6 separate regions of the Mus musculus genome follow, and regions 1, 2, 3, 5 and 6 are each linked to region 4. The links are chromatin contacts, called in public promoter capture Hi-C maps. All regions are on one chromosome and are shown on one strand. Each heading gives the region's core, a stretch centred on a gene start, on an enhancer-like site or on the middle of the called end of the contact. The rest is flanking DNA. Distances are from core to core; before and after follow the strand shown.

The links. Promoter capture Hi-C pulls out the DNA fragments that hold promoters and counts their contacts.
Region 1: a contact with region 4 is called in a promoter capture Hi-C map of pre-B cells. The contact joins the promoter of Ptger3 here to the promoter of Tyw3 in region 4. A contact is called at or near these places in 9 of 39 promoter capture datasets (the 3T3-L1 cell line, the C10 cell line, cranial neural crest and 5 more) and 2 of 9 other capture datasets (liver and macrophages).
Region 2: a contact with region 4 is called in a promoter capture Hi-C map of liver, with 9 times the contacts expected there. The contact joins the promoter of Zzz3 here to the promoter of Tyw3 in region 4. A contact is called at or near these places in 4 of 39 promoter capture datasets (hippocampal neurons, liver and pre-B cells) and 1 of 9 other capture datasets (adipose tissue).
Region 3: a promoter capture Hi-C map of pre-B cells shows a contact between it and region 4, with 4 times the contacts expected there. The contact joins the promoter of Fubp1 here to the promoter of Tyw3 in region 4. A contact is called at or near these places in 3 of 39 promoter capture datasets (hippocampal neurons, liver and pre-B cells) and 1 of 484 Hi-C or Micro-C datasets (B cells).
Region 5: a promoter capture Hi-C map of liver shows a contact between it and region 4, with 2.8 times the contacts expected there. The contact joins the promoter of Dnajb4 here to the promoter of Tyw3 in region 4. A contact is called at or near these places in 2 of 39 promoter capture datasets (liver and pre-B cells), 1 of 484 Hi-C or Micro-C datasets (B cells), 1 of 115 datasets of contacts at active chromatin or transcription factors (astrocytes) and 2 of 9 other capture datasets (adipose tissue and liver).
Region 6: a promoter capture Hi-C map of the SN4741 cell line shows a contact between it and region 4, with 4 times the contacts expected there. The contact joins the promoter of 4930592C13Rik here to the promoter of Tyw3 in region 4. A contact is called at or near these places in 18 of 39 promoter capture datasets (the 3T3-L1 cell line, 3T3-L1-derived adipocytes, the C10 cell line and 13 more), 2 of 15 datasets of contacts at CTCF or cohesin (large pre-B cells and pro-B cells), 15 of 484 Hi-C or Micro-C datasets (3T3-L1-derived adipocytes, CD4 T cells, the G1E-ER4 cell line and 9 more), 19 of 115 datasets of contacts at active chromatin or transcription factors (the NIH/3T3 cell line, acute myeloid leukemia, astrocytes and 16 more) and 3 of 9 other capture datasets (adipose tissue, liver and pancreatic islet).

Annotation. Positions count from the first base shown.
Region 1 is chr3:157,564,277-157,568,429 of GRCm38.p6, forward strand. Ptger3 (prostaglandin E receptor 3 (subtype EP3)) reads left to right here and starts at 2,600. Exons shown (of 4, transcript NM_001359745.2): 1 at 2,600-3,569. The coding sequence starts at 2,742.
Region 2 is chr3:152,393,588-152,398,078 of GRCm38.p6, forward strand. It overlaps Zzz3 (zinc finger, ZZ domain containing 3), which reads left to right and starts at 2,416. Exons shown (of 14, transcript NM_001080755.2): 1 at 2,416-2,551. Usp33 (ubiquitin specific peptidase 33) reads left to right here. Exons shown (of 24, transcript NM_133247.3): 24 at 1-30.
Region 3 is chr3:152,207,591-152,212,332 of GRCm38.p6, forward strand. It overlaps Fubp1 (far upstream element (FUSE) binding protein 1), which reads left to right and starts at 2,832. Exons shown (of 20, transcript NM_057172.4): 1 at 2,832-3,110. The coding sequence starts at 3,003. Gm40180 (a long non-coding RNA gene) reads left to right here. Exons shown (of 3, transcript XR_867759.3): 3 at 1-1,298. It also overlaps a transcript of Dnajb4 not described here.
Region 4 is chr3:154,594,627-154,598,733 of GRCm38.p6, forward strand. It overlaps Tyw3 (tRNA-yW synthesizing protein 3 homolog (S. cerevisiae)), which reads right to left and starts at 2,472. Exons shown (of 6, transcript NM_172474.5): 1 at 2,227-2,472. The coding sequence starts at 2,400. It overlaps Cryz (crystallin, zeta), which reads left to right and starts at 2,085. Exons shown (of 9, transcript NM_009968.4): 1 at 2,085-2,658.
Region 5 is chr3:152,192,382-152,196,582 of GRCm38.p6, forward strand. Dnajb4 (DnaJ heat shock protein family (Hsp40) member B4) reads right to left here and starts at 1,464. Exons shown (of 3, transcript NM_025926.5): 1 at 996-1,464. The coding sequence starts at 1,206.
Region 6 is chr3:157,531,833-157,535,921 of GRCm38.p6, forward strand. It overlaps 4930592C13Rik (RIKEN cDNA 4930592C13 gene), which reads right to left and starts at 2,258. Exons shown (of 2, transcript NR_152231.1): 1 at 2,178-2,258. Zranb2 (zinc finger, RAN-binding domain containing 2) reads left to right here and starts at 2,333. Exons shown (of 10, transcript NM_017381.3): 1 at 2,333-2,642. The coding sequence starts at 2,587.

The sequences.
Region 1 (4,153 bases), core at 1,350-3,849, 3.0 Mb after region 4:
AGCAATGGGGGCAAGGGGGACAAGGATCCTTATCCCTGAGGATCACGGACTAGTCATTCTATCCCAATTTGTGAGCTCCAGGAGATGAGAGACCCAGTCTCAAAGTACATGGAGGGAAAGAGGAGAACATGATCAGGTATTGGGGTGGGGTGGGGGTGACACTGGACTGAAGCCCCGAGGGCCAGCAGAAAGAATAGAAACAGTCAACCTATGGCGGTAGTAGGTGGGGGGACCCTCTAGAATGTATTAGAAACCTGGGACATGAGAGACTCTCAGGACTCAAAGGTAGGGGCCTTAGATGAAATGCCCTACAGTGGGGAGAGGGAGCTTATAGAGTCCACCTCCAGCAGAAAGACAGGACATCAAGTGAAGGGATGGGGTTGCCATCCTACAGTCAAAAACTCTGACCCAAAATTGTTCCTGTCTGAAAAAAAAACCTGCAGAGTCAAAAATGGAGGAGAGCCTAAGATAAAGAAGGTCCAGTGACTGGCCCAAATTGGCATCCAGCTCAAGGGGAGGCCTCAAGGCCTGACACTATTACTGATATTATGGAGTGTTTACAAACAGGAACCTATCATGACTGCCCTCCGAAAGGCCCAACAAGCAGCAGCTGAAAGACTCAGATGCAGATATTTACACCTAACCAATGGACAGAGGCTGGTGACCCCTGTGGTTGAATTAGGGAAAAGCTGGGAGAAGCTGAGCAGGAGGGCAACCCAATAGGAAGAGCAGTAGTCTCAACTAACCTGGACTCCGGAGATCGCTCAGACACTGAGCCACCAACCAGGCAGCATACACCAGCTGGTATGAGGCCCCCAACACACATACAGCAGAGGACTGATGGGTCTGGGTTCAGTCAGAGAAGATGCACCTAACCCTCAAGAGACTTCAGGTTTCAAGGAGTGGGGAAGGTCTTGAGGGGTGGGGGGTGGGGAACATCCTCTTGGAGCCGGGGTTTTGGGGGGAGGAGGAGGTATGGGATGTGGAACAGTTAGAAGGCAGACCAGGAGGGGGATTAAAGAATTAAAAAAAAAAATGTTTTAAAGAAATTCTCTTTAATACAAGATAGTGCATGTTAGCAGTTTAGCCACTAGAGGGGAGTGTCGTTTCAAATGAACTAAGTCAACTCTTGGCAGCTAGCAAAAGAACCAACAGGAAAACAACCAGGAGAATCTAAAAGTTACTTATTTGCAGGGTGAACAGCTAAAATGTAGGTAACTCTGGCTGGGAAAAAAAAAATGCTTCAAGAAGAGAAGGGTTTCTGAAACTTTGTTAAGAGCTGTCAACAAAGGAATACACATGGCTCCAGCTGCATATGTAGCAGAGGATGGTCTTGTCATGGTATCAAGTGGAAGGAGAGGTCCTTGGTCCTATGAAGGTTGGATAGATGCCCCAGTGTAGGGGAATCAAAGGTGGGGAGGTGGGAGTGGGTGGGTGGGTGGAGGAACACCCTCTTAGAAGCAGGGGGAGAGATGTGATAGGGTGTTACAGGGAGGGGCGGGAAAGGGGATAACATGAAATGTAAATGAAAATATCCAATAAGAGAGAGAGAGAGGGAGAGAGAGAGAGAGGGAGAGAGAGAGAGAGATTGATTAACTATCTTTGCCAATACATGTTCTTATGGTCGACCTTCTCAGTAAGCATTAGGCAGGGGGAAGTGACCTAATGAATAGAATGCTAACCACTCAAAGGAAGACCTGAATTGGGATTCCCAACACCTGAGTAAAAGTAGCCTGGCTGTTGGGCTTGGGTGTGTGAGGCCATACCAGGCCGGGAGTCACAGTGGAAGACACTCCATGTTGAAGTCTGACCTCAATGTAAATACGAAAGGACTCTCTCTCTCTCTCTCTCTCTCTCTCTCTCTCTCTCTCTCTCTCTCTCTCTCTCTCTCTCTCTCACACACACACACACACACACACAGCGGGGTGGGAAATAGGGGGATGATAATGTAAACAAGTTAGTTATTAATAAATATAAAATTTTTGATCTAACTAAAGGGTGGCATATTTTCTTTGATGTATGAATTCCAGAATACTCTTAAAATTTAAATGTATCATTATACTGAAATGTCACTCAGTGAAAATGTGAATTTGCTATGTACTTTCACCTGTGTGCTTACTTGGTTTTGGATTTTTAAACTGACATTATCCTAGAAAAGTATTTTACCAATATGAGTTTGGAATTAGTCCAAAGTAAAATAAGGCAATAGTTTCAGGAAGACTTAAAACACAAACTCATCCCTATTCTTTCCCAGATGTGAGTATCATATGTATATACATATGATATTGATACATATACATATATATATTTATATATATATATTAAATAAAACAAATTCAATGACAGTCAAACATGAGGAGAAATCAGCATTGCGATTCACGCAGCTACTAACATGTCAGATTTCGTCTTTTCTCCAGTGTCACGTAACCCAAAGGCTGATGAGCACTTTACAGAGTCCCAGAGCTGGAGAGGCAGACCTAGGGGGCGCGGCGCCAGGTGATCCCAGCCCACACCGCCCTTCGCCTGCCTACTCGCAGCACCGCCCCTCGAGCTCCAAGGCGCGGGAGGAGCCTCGCGCGGCGTCGGGCGGCGCCTGTCCAGTCCCCGCAGCCTAGCGCGGGAGGCGGCGGGCGATGGAGAGCAGAGCCTGGGCTCCGGCTGTCCCCCAGTGCACTCTGCTGCTATCCCGCAGCTGAGCCGGGAGGCTCCGGCCCCGTGCGCCCTACCGTGGCCCCGCCACTATGGCTAGCATGTGGGCGCCGGAGCACTCTGCTGAAGCGCACAGCAACCTGTCAAGTACTACCGACGACTGCGGCTCCGTGTCCGTGGCCTTTCCCATCACCATGATGGTCACTGGCTTCGTGGGCAACGCGCTGGCCATGCTGCTCGTGTCGCGCAGCTACCGGCGCCGCGAGAGCAAGCGCAAGAAGTCTTTCCTGCTGTGCATTGGCTGGCTGGCGCTCACCGACTTAGTGGGGCAGCTCCTGACCAGCCCGGTGGTCATCCTCGTGTACCTGTCACAGCGACGCTGGGAGCAGCTCGACCCATCGGGGCGTCTGTGCACCTTCTTCGGGCTAACCATGACAGTGTTCGGGCTATCCTCGCTCCTGGTGGCCAGCGCCATGGCCGTGGAGCGCGCCCTGGCCATCCGTGCGCCGCACTGGTATGCCAGCCACATGAAGACTCGCGCCACGCGCGCGGTACTGCTGGGCGTGTGGCTGTCTGTGCTCGCCTTCGCGCTGCTGCCGGTGCTGGGCGTGGGCCGCTACAGCGTGCAGTGGCCGGGCACGTGGTGCTTCATCAGCACCGGGCCGGCGGGCAACGAGACAGACCCTGCGCGCGAGCCGGGCAGCGTGGCCTTTGCCTCCGCCTTCGCCTGCTTGGGCTTGCTGGCTCTGGTGGTGACCTTTGCCTGCAACCTGGCGACCATCAAAGCCCTGGTGTCCCGCTGTCGGGCCAAAGCCGCCGTCTCGCAGTCCAGCGCCCAGTGGGGCAGAATCACCACGGAGACGGCCATCCAGCTCATGGGGATCATGTGTGTGCTGTCCGTCTGTTGGTCGCCGCTATTGGTAAGTAGTTGGTAGAGTGGGGGCGTTTGTAGGGAGCCGTAAATGTAGGGAAACTTTCTGAAAGTGACTAGCACCCAGAATTCCTGCCGCTCATGCGGCCCCGGGTTGCAGCCTCCAGCCAAGAGCCTAAGCCGCTTGCGGAGCTTACAAGAGCTAGTCAAGTCGGTCCAGACTTGCCAGGCGCTTGTGAAGATGCAAACAGCCTAGGCACAGAGGTGGGTAGACGCTGCTCAAGCCAGTGCAGACTGATGTTTGCCCCTTGCGTTATAAGAGGAGGTATGATGACAACTCTAGCTCAACCTGCTAATCCCGCTGCGATGTTTGGGCACCTGGGAGCCAGGCAGGTCCTATGGCTTCAGCCGCACAGCAACTAACCTTCTTGGCAAACTGTCTTTCTGTTGCCAGCACTAAAGGTTCTCAGGTAGCTACTGTCTGCAGGGAGGGTCAGGAAGGCACAGATGCCGCAGCCCCCTAAGAAGCCGGGTACTGTGTACACCAAAGTGGAGGACTCTCCAGTAGCACACACACACACACACGCACTACCCCCCCCAACACACACACACTTGTGCCCCCCCCCCCCATCC
Region 2 (4,491 bases), core at 1,166-3,665, 2.2 Mb before region 4:
AATAAAACTTATCAACTGTGCATTTAAAAATGGTGATTTTCTAACTCTAGCACCCTCACTCATCCTGATGTCGGATGTTACACATGCTGAACACTATCTTACTTTAGTTTGGATATGAAATATATCCTGTGTCGAAACACCACCACCTGGGGGTGTTGTGAGGTGGCTGCACCTGAGGATGTCAGCCTCATCCACAGGCTGCATCTTGTCCCTGACCTGCGTATCTTTGTGCCTCCTAGTTGCTCCCTGAGGCTGAACAGCTTTTTTCTGCCATCATGTTCTGCCTTGTTACAGGTCTAAAAGCAATGGAGTCAGTTGACCATGGGCTAAAACTTGAGCAAAATAAATCTGTCCCTTGCTTTTCTTATTTTGTTATAAGGATCAAAGCTAACAACCACAATGCTTTTTATCACTGAGATATATATACTTCAACGCTAACATTCCTTCTAAGAGACTTATTCAAGTGTTTTTCAACCTGTGAGTAGGAGTGCTTATAGCTCAGTGGAGTGTTCTCTCTTAACTCTTTCTCTTCAAAACTTCATGTGACTCAGGCTGGCCTCAAACTTGCTTCGTAGCCTATAATTCCAGTACTGTGAGGCAGAGGCAGGAAATGAAGAGTTCTAGGATGTATACACACACACACACACACACACACACACACACACGGATGGAGGGAAGGGCAGGGAGAGTATTGTAGATCAGCCTTGACTATAGAAGCTTGCCTCAGCGAAAACAAGCTTCAAATCGCAATGCCTGTTTTGCCAACAAATGTTAGCAAGGCCATGGGTTGGGTTTCTCTCTTATGTTTACATATTAGTGCCGGGTGGTGGTGGTGCACGCCTTTACTCCCAGCACTCGGGAGGCAGAGGCAGGCAGATTTTTGATTTTGAGGCCAGCCTGGTCTACAAAGTGAGTTCCAGGCCAGCATGGGCTACACAGAGAAACCCTCTCTCGAAAAACCAACAAAACAAAACGTTTGCGTATTAGTGCGGTGGTACCATTCCCACGGAAGAGAAAGGGAAAGTAAACCTGTGGGGACCTTTATCGTTACAACCATCGTTCTCTTGGAAACGGATGACAGTCCAATAATGGCGCGCGCGTGCGTGCGTGCGTGCGTGCGTGCGTGCGTGTGTGTGTGTGTGTGTGTGTGTGTGTGTGGCTAGACAATGCTCCCAGCAGCAGATAAATTCTGACCATCCCAATAGTAGCTAGCCTATGCAGGTAGCATATTGCCTGGCTGGGAAATCGTGTTATTTTTATATCTCTGCCTATTGCAAGTCCAACACAGTTCAATAAAAACCATGGGAGGGTGTGCTGTGGTGAGGCCTTATAGACCCCACTACTAGGAAAATTAAGGCAATGGAGAGCAGTGTCTCTAAGACACAAGATGGCAGGTGTGATAGTCAGTATAACTATAATTGGTATTCTTTATTTTGGAGCAGATATTACTCTGAGTTGAATTGGAGACAACCAAATACAAGTCCACTTCTATGATCTAATAACTTACGAGCAATTGAAAAGAAACCACACTTACCCACTTCCTTGGAAAAACAAAACTGCTCCAGCTAAGGAAAACAAAGAAAGGCACTGAAGCCATACTGCACAGTTGCGAAGAGCCCCAGTTAATGGATTCTACCAGTGGACTTGGTATTTTTTGGAACACAATCTAATAGCCAAAGGGTTGCATGAGCGTCCCCACAGCTCAGAAGTGGTGGCCTATGGTGCTATCAACCCAGAGGAAATACTTATCCCTGTAACTGAAGGCGGGCATTACTTTGCTGCACTGCTAATACTGTATATTTGAAAGGGCGGTGTTATGGATTGAACTCAGAGCTTCACGTAGTTCCGGTAAGCACACGCTGAGCTACATAAATAACCAGTTTTCACTATGGGTTGAGCCATACTTGGTGCTGGACACAACTGTGGGCAAAAGCTAAGAGAAAAGACGCCCTGCCTTTAAAGAGACTTCATTCTTGGCGGGTAGTGCTGTTTAAAGGTACGGAAAATAAAAGCGGTGGAGAAGGTGTACTCTGGTGGGACTGCCGACGAGTCGCGGTGGAGCTGGGGAAGAGTCCTGCCCTAGGGAGGGAGGTGAGCAAAGGCTGGAGAGGTGGGCGCCTGCGTACTGAGCGGGCGGCGGCTGGCGCGGCAGTCCGGGGCGTCGTGCGGAAAGCGCCGCGGGGCCAGGCAAGGTCGGGACGCGGGCGGGGAGCCTCTCCGGGAAGGTAGAGCGGATCACAGCACGCAGCGGGCTGGGCCGGTGAATCCTCCCGCCCGCCGGCCGGCCGGGTCGGGATCGCTGCAGCGGCCGCGGCCACCAGTAGGTGGCGCGCCGAGCGCCCGGCTCCCAGCGTCTCAGAGCCGAGGAAGGAGGGGACCGGAAGGAGCCGCCGCTGCTGCGGGAAGTGGAGGAGCGGGAGGCGGGGACCCACCTGGAAGCGCCGCGGCGCCGCTGTGGCGCTTCCTGCGGCGGAGGGCGCTGGAGCCAGTGCGGCGGCCGACGGCGGCCACGCGGGCGGCGCCTCCCGGAGCGGCCCGCCCCACGCGAGAGGTAAGCGGGATCCCCGGGGCGCGTGGCGGGGCCGGCGCAGGGGCGGGAGCGGAGCGCGGAGGGAAAGGCGCGCGCGGGGCCGGAGCCCTTCAGAGCGAGCGAGCGCCGGGAGGGGGTGGCCGAGGCGGCGGCGGCGGCGGCGCCCCCACGTGGGCCGGGCGCGCGCGTTCGCGGCTGAGGGGGCGGGGAGGCCTGCGGAGGCGCCGGGCGCGCGCGCGGGGCTCACGTGACGGCCACGTGACCGGAGGCCAGGCCGGCTGAGGGCTAGCGCGGTCCTCCGTGGCGTCCGGAGGGCGGCAGAGGGCTGAGTTTGGCGTCCCGCCTTTCCTTCTCCCCTCAGACGACTCAGAGGAGGAATCCAGGGCGGGGAAGGCTTGCCTCTCCTCCCGTTTGCCCGCGGCCTCCCAGTGCGAGGACGAACCACACGTTCAAAGTCCCGAAGTAGTGATTAGCTTCCCCCACGCCGCCATGTTGGCTCCAGCGCACGCCCGCCCGCGAGATGCCAGCGGGTCGGTATCGCGAGATCTCCGGACTCTCGCGGGACCTGGTTGGCAGAGCGGTTGCGCTGGATGGCGGAGCCCCGGGTTCTCGGGGCCCTGGGACCAGTAACTCTTTTCCTGCAGGCAAGTTGTCGGGGAGGGGCCGGGGCGCGCGCCCGGGCGCCGGGAGCCTTCGTGCGCGCGCCTCGCCGTCGCCTGCGGCGGTGCAGAGCGGCTGTCGCGCGCCGCGCTCCTCCCGCCCCCGGGCGCCCGCCACCTGCGGAGACCTCCCCGCCGGCCGCTGCCCGGCGCTCGCTCGCCGGCCCGGAGGCCGCTGCCAGCCCGCCCCGCCCGCCGCCGCCCCCTCTGCCCAGTTACCCTCTCTGCAGACAGCTCCACTTTCCTGTCGCCTGTGGCTGCAGAATCTTCCCCCAGTCTCCCAACAGAACGCATAGCATCTCTCGTGTCCGGGCGTCATTTAGCCACCCACTTGTCTATTGGGAAGTTCTCCTCGTCACCCTGGCTGCTGACAGTAACTTTTGGCAGTGTTTGGGAGGCCCCCTCACCCCTGACAGTACCCGAGGTCAGAATACAATCCTTGTTCTGTACATGCTGATAAACTCACGTCGGTAGGGATTGGGGCTACCATTTTTGGTATTCTGGGGTGCCGGTTTTGTTTTGCAGAAAATAGTAGTGGGTTTGTTTTAACGAAAAATCCCGCTACTTCTTAAATTTGAGGTCGGTCATAAGTGTCTTCATGAGTCAATCACTTTTTTCTACTTAGAACAGCCACTCACAAGTCAGTTTACCATATTTGTTTTCATTTCTTTGTATTCAAAAGTATGGAAGCTACACAATCGGGAAACTAGATAGATAATTCATTCATAGTTATCCTGTCCGCCCCACCCCTCGCTCTGAGACAGGCATACTATCTGTATCCCCGGATACTCTAAAACTGACTAGGTGGGCCCGGATTCATGGCATTTGTTATCACAGCCAGCACATACCATTTTAAATTTTTTATCATTTACTTATTATGTGCCTGTGTATCTTGGATATTGTATGTGCTCAGCTCTCTGGAAGCCAGAAGAGGGTGTCTGATCCCCAGGATCAGTATTACAGGACTTTCTAAACTGTTCAGAGTAAGGGGTCTGAACTTTGGACCGCAAGACAGAGCAGCAAGCACTCTTAACCACTGTCTGTCTCTTTGAAACTACAAAAGTGTACTTACTACCTACAGAAAGGGAGAGTAAAATGCTCTTTATTCTGTTTTACAAACTTCTCAGTTTTCTACCCTGAACCTGATCATTTTGTGGTCCGTGCTTTGTCCTAAGTTGTCAGGGCTAAGTTGGAGGGCTGATTTGGTAATAAACTTTCATAGCATTTACAAGCAGCAAATTATCCACTAGATAAAATTATATAGTGTTAGATCTGTTGTCAGGACTCAAGTGTAGATAACTT
Region 3 (4,742 bases), core at 1,582-4,081, 2.4 Mb before region 4:
AGAAGGTCTATTTGAGCTATAGAACGGTAGGTAAGGGTATGGTCCTTGCATAATATCTCTAATGGCTATTCCGGGTTGTCAACTTGACTATACTGTAATGAACTACAATCCAGAATTGGAGGGCTCACCTGTAATCTAGATCTTAAGGCTAGAAGACACAAGTTTCTGACTTGGATCTTGGCATGGCGGCTAAGGCAAGAAGATCTGTAAGTTCAAGGTCAGCCGGGGACAAAACAAGTCCCCAGATCCGGGTGTGGTGGTGCAGCTTGTGCTGGAGACCTATGTAAGAATATTGGAAGAGAGAAGATTTGCTCTTCTTCATCTGCTTGCACTTGCACTTACTTGCCAGCACACTGGAATCTACTTCTACAGAAGACCAGCTCAAACAACTAGCCTGAGCAACTACTAGATTCTTGGTCTTCCATTTACAGCATTTACAGCTGCCCACTGTTGGAGAGTTGGGCTACAGACTGTCAGTCATCACAATAAATCTCCTCAGGATAGAGAGACATACCGTAAATTTTGCGACTCTAGAGAACCCTAATACAATACCCCTGTACGTAGAGTATGTTAGTTTTGAGTTCTGTACAAACGTTCTTAAATTTTTTTTTTTTTTTCCAGACAGGGTTTCTGTGTAGCCCTGGCTGTCCTTGAACTCAGGGATCCACTTGCCTCTGGCTCCTGAGCATAAGGATTAAAGGGCACAAAGCACCATCACCTGGCCAACTTTTTTCAAATTTTGAAAGATTATTTTACATGTTCAGGTGTTTTGTTTGTATGTGTATGTATGTACCTTGTGGGTGGTAGGAACTAAACCCTGGTCCTCTGGAAAAGTACCAGTGCTCTTAACTGGTGAGCCATCTTGACAACTCTACAAATTCCTTATCTTTATTTTTTTTGTTGTTGTTAGTGAAACATAAACAAGAAGGAGCAAAACTAAAGTGCTCCCTTTTGATCTGGGACTACAGTGATAGTAATTGGGCCAGGGCTGGAGCAGCAGGGTCAAAAAGTGCTGGACTTCATACACTGGCAAGAGTTAATACGGTCAAGAAAAGGCAGGGGCAGGGATCAAGGAAGAGTCAGAGGTGTGAACTCAGTGCCTGAAGATATTTTCAGTTATCACAATTGGTGGTGCTTAGGAGAGGGCAAGTAGTGGCCAAAGATGCTGCGGAGATATTGTACCATGCAAAGCATACAGCCAAGAATTACCCAGTCCAAAGTCTCTCAGCAGCATTGAGGATAAGAAACCGTAGTCTAAGCTGATCCCAAAGTATTCCATACTACAATACTCACCTTCCCGGTATGCAGTGTTGTAAAAAATGAGAAATGAAGGTCCTTTCAATATTTAGAAAAAATCTAAACGATAATTGGTTATAGGGGGAATAAATAAAACTCTGAATTATTTCAACCAGACATCTAACTAGTATACAAATCTAATTAGTGAATAAAAACATCAATTACTGATGAGTAAATGCTATTTGCTGGGCAAACTTCCTTAAAACGCGACTGAAATACTCTCATTAGCTAGTTTTCCTACATATTGCTATGATTAAATCTGTAGCCCAATACCTTTACTGTTTTTCTAAATCCACGGACATTCCTAGACATCCATGAACAGGTTAAACAGGTCAAACTGAGCTATCAAATGGCTAAGACAGAGCTGGTTTTAAGAAAATCATGCTGTTTGTATCTGCCAGCACCTGACTTAGTAACTGATAGTGGGTACTGGACACATAGTTTCCGGCTATCGGAAAGCCAAGGGAACATATTTCTCTCATTCTAAGATTGGTGTTAAGAAAAATGCTTCTTAGACTGAGAGGGGGGAAACGTCATACATTAGACAGTCCATTTTGCCTTTTTCTTAGCTAAACTGAGAGCAGGGATCATTGTGGCATACTAAGTATAAACAGAATAAAGGCCCAAGAACCCTCATTCACCGTAGTAATTGCCAGCATTAGGCTAGCATGGCTAAGACACGCTCAGGAATGGTCTGGAGAAACGTGGTTATTGGCATATATGACAAATATTAGAAACTGCCTGCAAAGCCAACTAGTCCAGAAATGAAAATTCAGACCATGACATTGATCTGACTACCCGCAGGGGCGCGGGGGGGGGGGTGGGGAAAACGCAGTAAAGCCGGTTTGTGTCAGGAGCATGACACGTTCGTGACATAAGGGGCACATGGTAAGACTGGCCAAAGACACGCAACGCTAGGTGTCTACATACTGGATGTGCAACACTCACGTTTTTAAAGGACAAAGGGCGGTCATACTTTCACCATCCGCTCGCCCACACTATTTTACATAAGAGACTCAGTAGGCAATCGGCTCGAGAACTAAGGGCCCGGTGGTCTGAGTTCCTCCCCGCTTGTGACCGGCCCGGGTGGAGACATGGGCAGAGGCAGCTCGGCGCCCCGGAGCATGGTGGGCTCCCGCCGCCGGGCCGCAGACGGTTCCGCAGCGTCGCCGCGGACGCCCCGCACGCCCCGTGCGCGCGGCCCTCGGGCTGTGCGGCCGCGCGACACTGTTGCGTGACGTCCCCGCCCGACGACGTCAGGCCCCTTACTACGGAAACACGGAAGGACACTAGCTAGCTCCCTGATCCGCGACGGCCTTTCCAAGTCCCCTACAAGCGCGGGCGGCACACTTCCCGGGCGCCACTGCCTCAGCCGCCGAGGCGAGGGAACAATGGCCCGCACTCGCGCTGCGAGGAGGCGCCCAGAGAGACCCTACTCTCGTGGGAGCCCGGTCAAGTCTCGCGATATTCTTCGCCCGGCGTCCCTTCTCTGTACCCTCCACCCCCTCTTCACCCCCCGCCAATCGCGCGTCAGCGCTGAAACATCGCGGGATTTCCGTCTGCCAGTCTCCGCCCCTTTACGGCACGATGGTCGTGCAAGAATGTGATAGAGCCTCGACGGCCGCCATCTTCTTCCTTTCTTAGCAGTTAACCGAGAGCGGCGCCTCCCTCCGCGAGGAAACGGCAGCGTGTGCTGTAGCGTGGGTATGGCCGACTACTCCACAGTGCCTCCGCCGTCGTCTGGCTCGGCTGGCGGCGGCGGCGGCGGAGTCGTTAACGACGCTTTCAAAGATGCCCTGCAGAGAGCGCGGCAGGTAAGCGTGGACCGACCGCGCGGCGGCTTCCCCTCCCCGACCCCCGAGAGCCGCCGGCGGGGCAGGTCCGGCCCTGCTCGCACTCGCGGCTGCCGCCCGAGGAGATGGCGTCTTCTCACGAGGGGTCCCAGCGGCTCGAGGCCGAGCCCGTTGTCGTGGTCTGAAGCGCCCCCCCCTCCCACGCGCTCTCCCCGAGCGTGGCCTCCACTTCCGCCCCGCGCGCGCGGCCTCGCCGCCCCGTGCGCCCTGCCTGCCCCGGCTCCCTCGGCTCCGGTTCCGCCCGACCCAGGCGCGTGGAAGGTTCTGGGCGCTCAGGTCACGGCGAGGGCAAGCCAGGGAGGGCCGGCTGCCTGGCTAGCGGTCCCCGCCGCTTCCCGCGCCGCCGAGCTCTCCACCCTCGCCGTAATTAGCCTAACGTTCCCCGCGGCGTTCACCAGCGAGGCTCTCCCCGGGGCGGGATCTGCGTGCGATCCACCAATCCTTTCCCCAGCTCCAAATGGCCCCGGGCCCTTTCTTCCCCAGCCTTGAGTTTGAATCTGCCTCTCTCTTCCCAAGTCGAAGCCTCCAACCTCTTTGTGCTACGTAGGGACGTACTGTTGCCTCGAATGGCAACCATTTTCCCAGATGAAAAGGGTTGGATAGATAAGAGTCCTTGCATTTGACACCCCCCCCCCAATAACCTGAACGTCAATGTCTTCAAGTAGCCCCCGCCCCCGACTTCTTTGTAGCTTAAAAATGTATAATGTTGCCTTGCCGGGTGGGGTGGTGCTCGACTTTAGTCCCAGCACTCGAGAGACAGAGCCTGGCAGGTCTCTTGAGTTTGAGGCCAGTCAAAACGGCCAAGAGGGACCTGTCTCAAAAAAAAAAGTATGTTATGGAATTTGCCTGTAAGGTAAAATAAACCCTTATGGCTCTGTTGTAGTTGCTAGACATGAGCAGGTTTTTAAAGCCAGCTTTGACTATACTGGAAACTTCCTTCAGGACCGAAAGATTACCGACTCAATCAAGGTTTATCAAGTCTACCATAATACAGCAAGCACACTTATCTAGTGCATAGATACTGAAAAAATATATTTATTCATACAGAGGGATTCCATGAGCAATGTGGTTGGTGTACATAGAAGTCAGAGGACAACTTGTGGGAGTTGATTCTCCTTCCATGTAGGACCCTTTGGTCAGGTGTAAGTTGTTAGGCTCAGGGACAAGTGTGTCTGCCTGGGCATCTGAGGAAACTTTTTGATGCAGGGCCTCTACCGAAAGCCTAGGCAGGCCTGAGGTTTAAGGCTTCCTGCTGAATTGTCTCTAGTGTAGGTGTACTCCACCTCTCGGCTTTGGAAGCTTTTTAAGTGTGTGATTTCTAGTCTTGTGAGATAAAAATCGAACACGAGTGAGCAGACAGCTTTGATGATAAAGTAAACCACAGCGGTTACATAAATAGTCACACTGTGAGGCAGGCGCTGTACAGGACGCTGCTGGAAAGGGATGCCTCACTGAAAGATGGGTGACATTCATATAGTGCAGTGAGGAGTGGGAGTCTGGCCAGCATAGACAAGAAGCTGCTGCTTGCTCTACAAAGATCGAGGGTTTCTGGAAGGACAGCTCTAAGAGGTAGTCAGCTAATATAGGATAACA
Region 4 (4,107 bases), core at 1,222-3,721:
AAGATGACTGAAAAATAATTCAGTGTATTTTGGGTAAAGATAACCTAGGAGAAAAATCAATTCAAGTAACTTAGGGCTCAGATGGTAAAAGTACTCAGGTGTCTTCAGAAACAGGGGCGTGCTTTTGGTTTGCTTCTGTGTTTGTGTTGTGCTGCTGGGGATGAAACCCAAGATCTTATGAATGGCAGCTGAGCACACCTACCCTGGGTCACAAGCCTCTCTGGGCATGTGTTTGCTGGAAGAAAAGGATGAAGGACTTATATGTTAGCAGTATTTCACCATAAAAAAGTGAAAAAGGGAGAAGGCACCTCCTGTAGAACAGGGTGGCTAACACTACGGAAGGCCGACCATTTGCTGACGTCTGGGATGGGCACACCTTTCGACATGTTCCTCACCACTATGGAAATGTATTTGAGATCCCTAAAGTAGACTGCATATGCAAAGCAGCGAGGAGCAATGTGTCAAAGCTCTGGAGAGGCTGTCATTCCAACAGCGACCTAAACACTGCTTCTTTGCAAATTCTAATCGGTATATACAGATCCTTCCCTCAGAGTCTGCAAAGGGAGAGCAGAAAACCACACACATGAAGACCACCGCATCTCTACAACAACCACGCACACAAAGCTCTGGAGGCTCCTCTGGGAGCTGGTGGGGGAAGCGTGGGCCCTGAACGACCGGTTTTCATAGTGAGGCTCTAGGAACATGGGCTGGCTGTTATAAACAACCTCCGAGCCAAATGAGTGGTTTATGCTTAGCAAATGTACACAATGTCACACCACGACTTGGAACATCTCTGGCTTACCTATGTTTTCTCCACCCTGATTTTTTTTTTCACTTTCCTTCTTTTCTAATAAAGCAGAGTAAAAATAAATAGCCACCAAGTATAAGATACATAAGCTAGACAAGGTTCAGAAAGCATCCTATGACAACTCAGAATGGACAGCCACTCTTAAGTGGGCACTGTGCTTGTCTGCACCTCTTTCTGTGTCTGGCATAACAGTGGAGCTTGGAGAGTCGTGTCTCAGCTATGTAGATATAGGGGAAGCATTATAGGACAGCTACTCCAGAAGCTGAGGCAGGAGGACCACAGGTTCCAGGAGTTCTTGGTCTATTAAATGTGTTCAAGATCAGTCTATGCAGCTTTGAAAGATCCTGTTTTAGAAGGTTTAAAAAAAAAAAAAAACAAAAGGTAGGGAGGAGGCTGGAAGTTTCACTCAGTGGTAGAGTGTTTGCTGAGCATGATCGAGACCCTAAGTTCGGTTCTCAGTACTCTGCCACTCCTAAATGAAGAACAGGAACAAGACAAAGACAAGTAACTAAAGAAAATAGTTCAATCTTGGCAGTTGGTTAAAATGAGGAAAGGATTGCAGGTTACAGAACAATATAAATTTGGATTTTCTAAAGTAAATTCTGCTTAAAAATGAAAATATATAAAATATATATCATATTCTATTATGATTATATTTTGTATAATCATAATTATAATATGTTTTCATTATAGATATTTTACACATAGTATATACATATATATTTATACATTTATAAATATATTATACATATATGTGTATGCATCCCTCATATGCATATACATATGAATGTGTTGTGAAACATGGCTTGGAGAAGAGACAACAGTGTTTTGGAGACTCGTCTGAATAAACCCAGGCAGGGCAGTTGTAGAAGAGGTGTGGGCAGCTAGCTTGTGAGCAAGAGTGTCCATGAACAGAACGGGAGTGGTGGAAGCAATATAAACATGAACAGACCTCGATAATCTGGGACTTCAGTACGTGAAGAACCAAGCGGAACCTAGCGACTTTTAACCAGCAATATGGGGCCAGGCACGATGAGAAATGTTGGAAATAAATTACCCTATTTCACGTGTTGTCTAGTTATCCTGTGTTGTGGGACAGGAAGAGGATGAGAGCGTGCAGCCAGGGGCTTTGACCATGTATCTACAGTACTGTTTCATTTAGAGCTAAAATGCCCAGGGCTGTAATAATGACACCGGCCACCAGGGGGCAGCGACCCCTTAACCTTCGGGCGCCCATCTCATAGCGACAGTGATTGGGTTAGCGCGGCTCGAGGGCGAGCGTGACCGAAGGGACTTGGAGACTCGAGCTCCTCCAGCGCTCTGTAAATCCAATCCCCAGCCTTCGCCACTTAAGCTAGCTCCACCATCACCCGGAGGACGCATTAGCATTGCACAGCCTCCCCCGGCCCGGGCCTCACCCCGTCCAGAAGGAGGATGCGCCCTGCGCAGGAGCTGGTGGTGAAAAACTCTTCCCGCGAGTTCAGGAGCTCCACCACCTCCACCGCGTCCTCGTCCACACTGCCCTTGCGGCTAAGGTCCGCCTTGCTCAGACTCTGCGCCTTCCACCGGCCGAACTCCGCGCTACGGTCCATGAGCGAGCGAGCGAGCTGGGGTCGGCTTTCTGCTCTGGAATGCGCCTTCTTCTCCATGGGCGCAGCCATATTGCCGCCACGGTGGCCGGAGAGGACCAAAGTTCCCCATTGGCGCAACCAGGAGCAAGACGTGCGCCGCCAGACCGTACAGGCGTAAACCGAGAGGGGGAGCCTAGCGAAGTTAGGGAAAGCCAGCCCACCTCTTTCCCCACAGACCTTCTGGAGCTTAGGAGGTTTTGTTTCCTACTCTAGAGGAGGGTAAGTCACCCAGGACCGCAAGCAAGGTCCTACTCTTGTCTGCCGGGAGGCTTTTTTTTTTTTTTTTTTCTTTCTTTCAAGTTCTAGGCTCCAGGAGATCTATCTGCACTGGAGAACTGCACAGCAGGCGGCCGGTGGTTCCGACTGGGGTAGCTGCCTACTGATGCCTGGGGATTTCTGCCGCCACCCAGGCACTCGCGCCCCAACTCCGGGTTCACAACTTCCCAGGTGCAGGTAGAGGAGGTCTGTGTTCTGTCCTCCGGTGTGTATGCAGTGGGCGTTGTTATTCCTATTTTTAGACATAGTGGCACCCACCTACAGTAGTCTTCAAAAGAAAGAAGAGAGACCTAGAGAGAGTCAGAGACAGAGGGACACAGAGAGGGACAGAGTTAGAAAAACCTAATACATTGTTAACTACATCTTGCGCATTTACAGTTCCCAGAGTTCCTGCCTCAGTCTTGTGACCAGAAAAGACCTGTTAATGATTGAAAGTGCAGAGGCCACTGTGTGGACTTCGTGTCCACCTCGAGCCCCTGAAGCCACCATAACTCCCCGCTGGCTCCTGCCCTAGGAAATGCAGCTTGTAGCAAGCAGCATTCTGTCACACTGAAGCGGGGCCTGCCCTGTCCATGAGATGCTGCAGGGGTACAGAGTGATCAGTGTGAAAGCAAGACCGTGACAACATCATATAGCCAGAAGACTTGGACTGGATACTTTAATTTTCATCATTTATTCGTGTTTCCAAGTTAATAGTAAGCCACAAGCTTCCATGAGCCATTCTGGAACAGTGGCAGTACATTTTATAACTATGAGGCCTCTTTTTTAGTCTTCATTTAAAACTCTCTCTAGAAATCAATTTTATTTTATTTTGCTCTTTTTTCCACACCGTGTGTATTCCTGGTGCACTCAAAGGACAGAAGAGGGTATTAGATCTCCTGGGACTGGAGTTAGAATAGGTTTCGAGCCTGAGTCACCAAGTTGGTGCTGGAAAGCCAAATGAAGCCCTCAGCAAGAGGATAACAAGTGTTCCTTGCCGCTAGCCCTAACCTTGGCCCTCTGCACTTCATTAGTAATATGTCTTTCCTCTTGAGTTTGAGAGTTGACTCACTAACTCTATGTTAAGATATACATACGTCTAACATATCCCCTACCCATTTAACTTTCATTTAAACCAATGAATGAGTTTCAATCAGTCTAGAGGAGGAATTTTTAACTGTGTATGTCCTAGAAATAAAAAGTAAAATAAAAATAAAACAAGGTACTATAAACAGTTTTCACAACATATATATGATAGATAGAAAAGCCCATTTAAACCATAGCATAGTTAACAAACCAAAGAAACTAGGCATGATGGTGCATATACTAGGAAAGCTGAGGCAGGGGAGTTATCCAGAGCTCCAGACCAACCTGGACTACAGTGTGAGATGCTCCAAAGTGGCAGAAAGCTCC
Region 5 (4,201 bases), core at 214-2,713, 2.4 Mb before region 4:
ACAATTTCAAACTCCTACTTTATGGCCACATTTACGACATTTATGGACATTTATGGAGATGCTGGACAAAATTCGGAATGGTAAAAGGAGATTCTCAAAGGCTACTGAGCTCACTGAGTCCTGATCTCAGAAGGCAAGAAAAAAAGTATGGCTGAGGGAAAGGGCAGCTGTCATGCTTCCTCTTCAGCCACATAGTAAAATTTCCAAAAGAAATAGTTAACTAAAACAAACTCAGTCATTGTTCCAACTAGGTGGCCATTTTGGGTTAGAGAAGGAGAGGGAGGGCGGGAGGGCGGGGGGGGGGGGGGAGGAAGAGAGGGAGGGAGAAAGAGAGAGAGAGAGAGAGAGAGATCTTGTTCTCCTGGCACAATATTAACTGTTTATAATTAAGCTAAAAACTTGTTCTGGTATTTTATGACATCAGGGAAATTCTTTCCTCTCTAGGCAGATTGCCAAAAACAACTAGAAGCTAAATGCCTGTGCCTTCTGCTTCTACGACACACCACTCCGTCTTGTTCAGTTTCAACTAGCGTCGCTCTAAAAGGACAAAAAACTTCTTGTTTTTCTAAATAAAACATAAATGGCCCAGAATTTGAATTGCCGATCTTAAAATTTTAAGTGACTGAAGATTCTATTAATTCTGGCAATAAAATCATTAAAAACAAAACAGGTTGCATAAGACTTTTAAACAATTCATTCACAGGCATGAGAATTTAAGGTTTCTTTTAAAATATAAAATGCTAAAACAATAAGTCTAACAGGAGAATATGAATAATACAATATTCTAAGAAAAAAACCCACAAAGACAAACATGACATTTCATTCATAGCTCATTCAAATAATCAAGGATTAAACCTTAGTTTTAACCTGTTATTTTTCTTTTTATTTTAGTATGTCTGATGTTCTCATGTAACGATAACCAGAAGGCTGAGAGAGAGAGAAAAAAAAAAGCTACGATTCAGACACTGCCAAAGGTACAGAAATATGCAGCTTACCTTCTTCGCCAAACTGATCATATATTTCTCTCTTTTTAGGATCACTCAGTACTTCATACGCTTCTGCGACCTCTTTAAATTTTTCCTCTGCTTGAGGAGATTTGTTCTTGTCCGGGTGAAATTTGAGGGCTTGCTTTCGGTAAGCCTTTTTAACATCTTCATCTGTAGCTCCTTTGTCAATTCCCAAAATGTGATAATAGTCTTTCCCCATTTCGAATGCCTTGAAATGAACTTAGATTTCCCTTTGTAAAAGAAAACAGCGTCCCCAGGCTTAGCAACACAATGATCCTGAGAAAATAAAGCAAGCTGGGTATCTTACAAGTTAAAGCAAATCAGCAACTCGGCTCAGCTGTCCAGAGGCAGCAGGCAGCGTCTCTATTTAATTCCTCCCCGGCAGCTCACTTACAGATAAATAGACACCGCACGGAGACGGCCTCAGCTAGACCCTCCCACTTCAACTACGTGTCTCTGTACTTTCTAGAACAGCGAACGAACGAACGCTACAGGACGTCACTTTCCCAGCGGCCTCTAGGCAAAGTACTGAGCTGTGCCTCTCCTCCTCCACGATTAACTATTCCCTTTCCTTCGTCCTAGCTGTACCCTTTTATTTCCTGTGGATTTAGCAAACCAGCACAGAATGCCGCAACTACATATACATTTACTCCATTAGAGGTAAAAAGGCAACAGAAATAATTATAGCCATTAGGCATCCCATGTTAAACTGATTATACAGTCAGAAAAGCCCTCAACTTACAGTAGGTATTCTAACTTCAATTTCAAGTTACCTAGCTATAAAATGTGCAGAACTAAAATATGAGGTGTTTACATTTAAAATCTTCAAATAATTTGGGTCATTTTCAAAATTTCTGGGGTCTATCGATCTGAAAAGTGAGGGAGCCACTATATAAAATGTCACATGGTAAAAGGACTGTTATAACATTGAAAAGCAGTATTTTAACATAAATAGGTGACTTAAGAATGGTTTTAACTAGGGGTTCTTTTTTTTGGAGGGGGGATAATACTTAATAAACCATTCCTTATCACAATGAAACGGAAAAGCCCATTCTGAGGGGGTCTTTATACTGCAGGGAATGTAGGGGAGAGAGGATCAGATTCCAGCACGCTCAGGTCAGTGTAACTGTCACCCGGGACCAGTTTACGGCCTGGATGGATTAGTTAGGAGAGGCAGTTAGGTAACAAGTTCCTTCAAAACACATTTCCCCTAATTTTAAGTATTTACTTGTTGACAAAGATTTTTTTGAAACAAGTGGGGGGGGGTTTTCTCCCTATCTTTTTAGTATTCCCTTGTAATATTAGTATATTTCATACCTTTAAAAAACATTTGTTGCGATTTGTTGTAATTTTTTAAATCAACAGTTTTAATCATTTTACATTTATATGTTATCTGATGCTTTCCTTCTTTAAAAATGTATCTTGAATAGATGAGAAATATTTTGAATGTAAATAACTCATCTTTTATCTCTTTTGTGGGTTTTCAATCTGTACCAGCTGGCTTTGTGTGTCAACTTGACACAAGCTGGAGTTATCACAGAGAAAGGATCAGGATCAAACATTTCTTTTTCACATTCCATGTCCCAAAGACCATGGGGAAGTTAACATCAGCAGTCATCATGAGAGTGCGACTCTGAAAGTGCATATGCCATCACACTCACCTATAAATATCTACCTGCTAATACAGGTGTAGGGGGTAGACTTGAGAGAGACTATGAAGAGAAGAGAAACTACAATTAGTAAATTAACTGCATTTAAAAATTGAATTCTTCTATTAACATGAAGCTCGAATTCTCCTTGTTTTATTACAAGTATCTAGCCTGCTGTATCATGCAATAATTCAGGACTCAGAAAAGCATAAATTTATTTTTATGTATATCAAAAAGCTTAAATGTGATTATTTTATCAATGTTAACAGCAACAAAGTTTTTGTGCATAATAGTATGTTGAAGTCAAATGCTACTCTATTTTAATGACAGGTGGATGGGCCAGAGGTAATTAAAACTCTGAAAGTCACTGATTTTGCTCCTAGCACTTTACTCAATGTTCTTACTCGGGATGCTATGCTTTAATAACCGTACAAGAGTGGTCTGTACAGAAGACAGCACTTACACCCCATACCTACAAGTAGAACACATCGTCCAACTGACACCATCTTTCTCTAACTTGATTTTCATTTCTACTTAACAAAAAACTCTTAGCTGTTGTGATGGTTCACACTGGAATCCCAGCACTCAAGGACTGAGGTAGATGAAGGCCAGTGTAAGGCACACAGTGAGCTCAGGGCCAGCTTGAGCTATGTAATAAAACCCTGCCCTTGATATACTGTGAGGAGCACAAAGACATGCGCTGACTTCTAGAACTACTTAGAAAAAAAAATCAATTTTAAAATTAGGTCACTAAAAAGGCTAACGCAGGAGAATGGCTAGTTTTAGGCCAGCCTAGGCTACAGAGAGAGATGCCGTCTCCATTAATTATTAAGATAATCTCAAAAATATTTGAGAACATACTAATATTTTACTGATGTGCTTGTTAAAAATTTTTCTACCAATATTTAATTTTTAAACAGGTCATGTTCAATCCTGGAGTTTTTCTTTTATGTATATGTACTGGCTAGTTTTGTGTCAACTTGACACAGCTGGAGTTATCACAGAGAAAGGAGCTTCAGTTGAGGAAATGCCTCTATGAGATCCAACTGTAAGGCATTTTCTCAATTAGTGATCAAGGGGGAAAGGCCCCTTGTGGATGGGACCATCTCTGGGCTGGTAGTCTTGGGTTTTATAAGAGAGCAGGCTGAGCAAGCCAGGGGAAGCAAGCCAGTAAAGAACATCCCTCCATGGCCTCTGCATCAGCTCCTGCTTTCTGACCTGCTTGAGTTCCAGTCCTGACTTCCTTGGTGATGAACAGCAGTATGGAAGTGTAAGCCGAATAAACCCCTTCCTCCCCAACTTGCTTCTTGGTCATGATGTTTGTACAGGAATAGAAACCCTGACTAAGACAGTATATGAGCACAATGTAGCTGTCTTCAGACACACCAGAAGAGGGCATTGGATCCCATTACAGATGGTTATGAGCCACCATGGGATTGCTGGGAATTCAACTTCAGATAATCTCAAATACTTGAGAACAGATCAATATTTTACCAATGTACTTAGAGTTTCTCATATAATGAACTTATATTAGAAAATCATGAC
Region 6 (4,089 bases), core at 1,008-3,507, 2.9 Mb after region 4:
ATGGGTATAGTATGGGTTTGTTGATAGTTGCTTTTTTTTTTCCGCTATTTTCTCTTGTAGCTAGCCAGGCAACTAGCTAGTAAATCTGTAGTAACAGCACAATTAATAATAATTGAATTAATTTAAAAACAATTTTTCCAACCGTATGAACTGGGGAAATGCACATCTGTGCGCTACCAGATTGTAAAGAAACACTTAAAATATTTCACAGCTCTCCTCCCACCCAGAGTGAAAGTATAGGAGAAACTATACTTTCATATAATGACAAGGAGAGGAAGTCTCTGTACTCTTACATGTGTGGAGGGGGATGGTGGGGGGTGGGGGTGGGAAACATCCCATACCTTTCTCTTTCCCTCATCACTTCACCCTGTGTTAGGGCCCTAGTCAAATGCTTTAGCTATGACAAGCTGCTAAAAATCCAAGGGAAACCTCGTATTTCTCACAAAAGGGCCAAGAAAAGGGAACACTGAAAGACAGACTACGTGAGAGGAATCTAAGAAAGAGATGGACAGAGAGGTATGTCCTCCAAATCTAGTCTGAACCCATACAAGTTCTGTGCTCAAGTATCAACCAAGCAAAGCAGGATGGATATGATTCATGTAATGAACTACAATTAAAAGTACTGCTAAGATACCAAAACAATTCACGTGTTTGTGTGAAGGACAGATAGCAAGATCAAGATAGCAGGGGATGGAGAGTTGGCTCAGTGGTTAAGAGCACTGACTGCTTTTCCAGAGGTCCAGAGTTTGACTCCCAGCACCCACATGCTGATTTCACAACCATCTGTAACTCTAGTTCCAGGGGATCCACACCTTCTCCTGGCCTCTGAGGGCACCCAGCATACATATGGTGCACAGACATACATGTAGACAAAACACCCACACACATAAAAGCACAGCTAATACTCAGCGGTGCCAACTGATATAGAACCATTACTCACACGCAAGACTGAGCCTGTGATGCCAACCCCAGGATTGCTTGCTAAAAGAAAATAAAAATTCCACATTACCCAAGATAAAAATCCAGGAAAAAATCAGTGATTATACAATATGAAATAACTGGGAAGGTGTGGACAATTATCAGAATAAAATACATCCAAGAGCTTTCAAGTGAGATGATCAAGATGAATATAAGTATCAAAAGTGTTAGACATTAAAACCAAAGCAGTTTAATGATTTTTTTTTCTCCTGGATAAGAGCTATATGCGAGAAATATAAATGCCAGAACCCGTGTGCACAAATGTTCACGAGAGTTGATCAACAATGCCAAAACATAGATTTGGGTGTTAACTGTAAGAATATTTGCAAGAATATTTGCATGGGGGAGGGGGGAGCTAGAGAGATGGCTCAGTGGTTAAGAGCAGTGATTGCTCTTCCAGAGGTCCTGAGTTCAGTTCTCAGCAACCACATGGTGGCTTACAACCATCTGTAATGGGATCGGATGCTCTCTTCTGGTGTGTCTGAAGACAGCTACAGTGTACTCCTATAAATAAAATAAATAATCTTTTAAAAAGAATACTTGAATGCACGTTGTGACAAAGTGCAGGGTTTGGGGCTTAACTGTCACAAGAAAGAATTGTGAATATGCATGACTGAAATAAAAGTGAGCTACATGCAACTAACTGCAAACTCAGAAACTACGCGGAACTAAAAGCAACCCTCTGTCACAGTAAATTGTACCATTTCTCACTTTAAAAAATAAGCATACAGTATATGAACTAAATCTTTTATAAAGAACGAGAATAAACCCAAAGGGCCAGTGTTAAATCTGGGGAAAGGTAGTGAGTTGGGGTCAGAATTGTATCAATACTATTTCCTATTTCTAAAACCTTGGGGTGGCTCCTCTGTGTACAGGGCTTATCTCTCACACATATTAAATATTTTTAAAGCTAAGTTTTTAAGCAACAGCCCAAGAAGGAGAGATATCTCCCTTCATTAATATGACTTTTCCATCCAAATACTAAGCAGCCTAACTACACAAGCCAGGTGGAGCTAAAAGTGAGACCCTATGTTCTCACAGGAAAAAAAGTTTATCTTTTTGACGTGGCCTACAGAAGCCTGACAGAGGTTCCAAGTGGTATGTATGAAACAGTAATGTCCGGGGCAACCTGGTTTAATCCTCAGTCTCTGTCCAAAAATAAAAATAAAGTATCTTCTCCAAAGACTCGAGCCTCCCACCTTATTGCTCGCCCCAGTAAACCCTAGGCAACGCGCAAGCCCGTGGGCTATCGAGCCGCGCCGAGTCACTTCCGCCTCTGCGCCCTAGCCCCGCCCCGGAAACGGAAGCGCCTTTCTCTAGGGTCCTTCGGCCTGCGGAGAACTCGGCTGCGATGGCCGCCGGGCCGGGCTGTCCTCACAACGCCTGCTCAGGAGCTCGGTAAGGCCGAAGCGAAGCAGAGCCTCAGGACGGGCTGCTGGCTCCTGGGCGTCGTCTCCGCACCGCTGCTCCAGGCTCGCGGTCCGGCGGTGTGAGTTCTCCCCCACCCCAGGGAAGGGCGGGTCCGGCGGCGCGAGGACAGCCCGGCGCGAGGCCCCCGCGGCTCCGGTGGGGACGTCGCTGCGGGCGGCACTGCTGCTGGCGTCCAAGATGTCGACCAAGAATTTCCGAGTCAGTGACGGGGACTGGATCTGCCCTGACAAGAAGTGAGCGTGGCGGGATACCGTGGGACCTGGGGTGGCCGGGAGGTCCCTGTGAGGGCGGCGACGGGGTCGCGGCCTTTGTGGGGACGGCGGGGCGGTCGCTGCCGGCCTTGAGCGGTCGCGGGCGGCCCGCACGTGACCCCGCGCGGAGCTGAGCTCACGGTTCAGTGGCCCTGCTCCGAGCTCTGCCGGGGCCGCTCGCTGTCCCTCCCTCCCTCCGTCCCTCGCTCCCTCCCTGCGGCCGCCGTGCTTTCGGGCCTGCGATCCGTCCCCAGTGACTTGGCTTTTCTCATCCTCCTGCCGAGAGGCAGGAGGCCTGGGCACGTACGTGGCCGGGAAGCCGGTGTGCTCCGCTTATGGCCACAGAGATCGTTCTGAATAGGTGTCCCTATTTTTAAAGAAAAGTGATGTACCAGCTCGTGTTCTTGGAAAGCCAGAGTCAGAGCTGAAGGAAACCCGGGTTTACTCTTCTGTCTACTGCAGAGCGTCTAGCCTGAAGTACCTTTGCTAGAAAATACATTGCTCGACTACAGTTAACACCGAAATAACATGGGCAGTGTGTGGAGAGCAAGGAAATGATGTCACTCAGATCCACTTGGTTGGTATCAGACTGATATCAGGCTAAGCATACCAAGTCAGCAGACTAGAACCGAGATCCTCTTGGACTGTCACTGCAGGAACTGTGTGACACTTTGGAACCCTTCAGAGATTAAGACACCAGCCTCTCTGCCTTCTGTGTGACTCGTAGAAAACTGTGCTCTTGTGTTCTTACTGAAAGCACCCATGTATATTTTGGGAGGACCCTTCATTCAAAGTCCTGTACACCTAAACTCGGCAGAAACTAAATGTTATTTGTACTGAATATGTAAATCAAGGAGACAGTTTTCAGAATATATTTTCAGTTTTACTTGGAACGTGTGTATTTTTTTTTAACAGAAAAAGGGACCTTAAAGTTGTCTGGAGCCATTCAGTTTAGTGTTACACTTCCTTTCACTATTTTATCTCATTCATTGTTTTTTAATAGGGTGGTGGATTCTTTGTCGTTACTTATTTAAGCTTTAAATTGGAGTATCTAACTGCTTTAACAAATACTAAAGTAGTGCAAGTGTGTGAAAACTTAACTAGTTAATGTCATAAGGTTACACTTTTTTCTGTTGGTTGTGGTTTTGTTTTCTGTTCTTTAGTTTTAGATTTGATAAATACTATAATACTCAAATTTCTTTACAATTTAATTCTGTCTTTAGTTAATATATCAGTCTTTTCCTTATCATCGCACTTCCTACCTCTCAAAGAATGTTTCATCAATTCTCTGGAGTCCTTCTGTAACTGTTCATTCCTGATGGATCCATCCCTAGGATTTTGTGATTAATCTTTTCCTTTTAGACAGAGTTTCTCTATGGAACTCACAGAGATCTGTTTGCCTCTAGCTCACAAGTGCTGTAATTAAAGG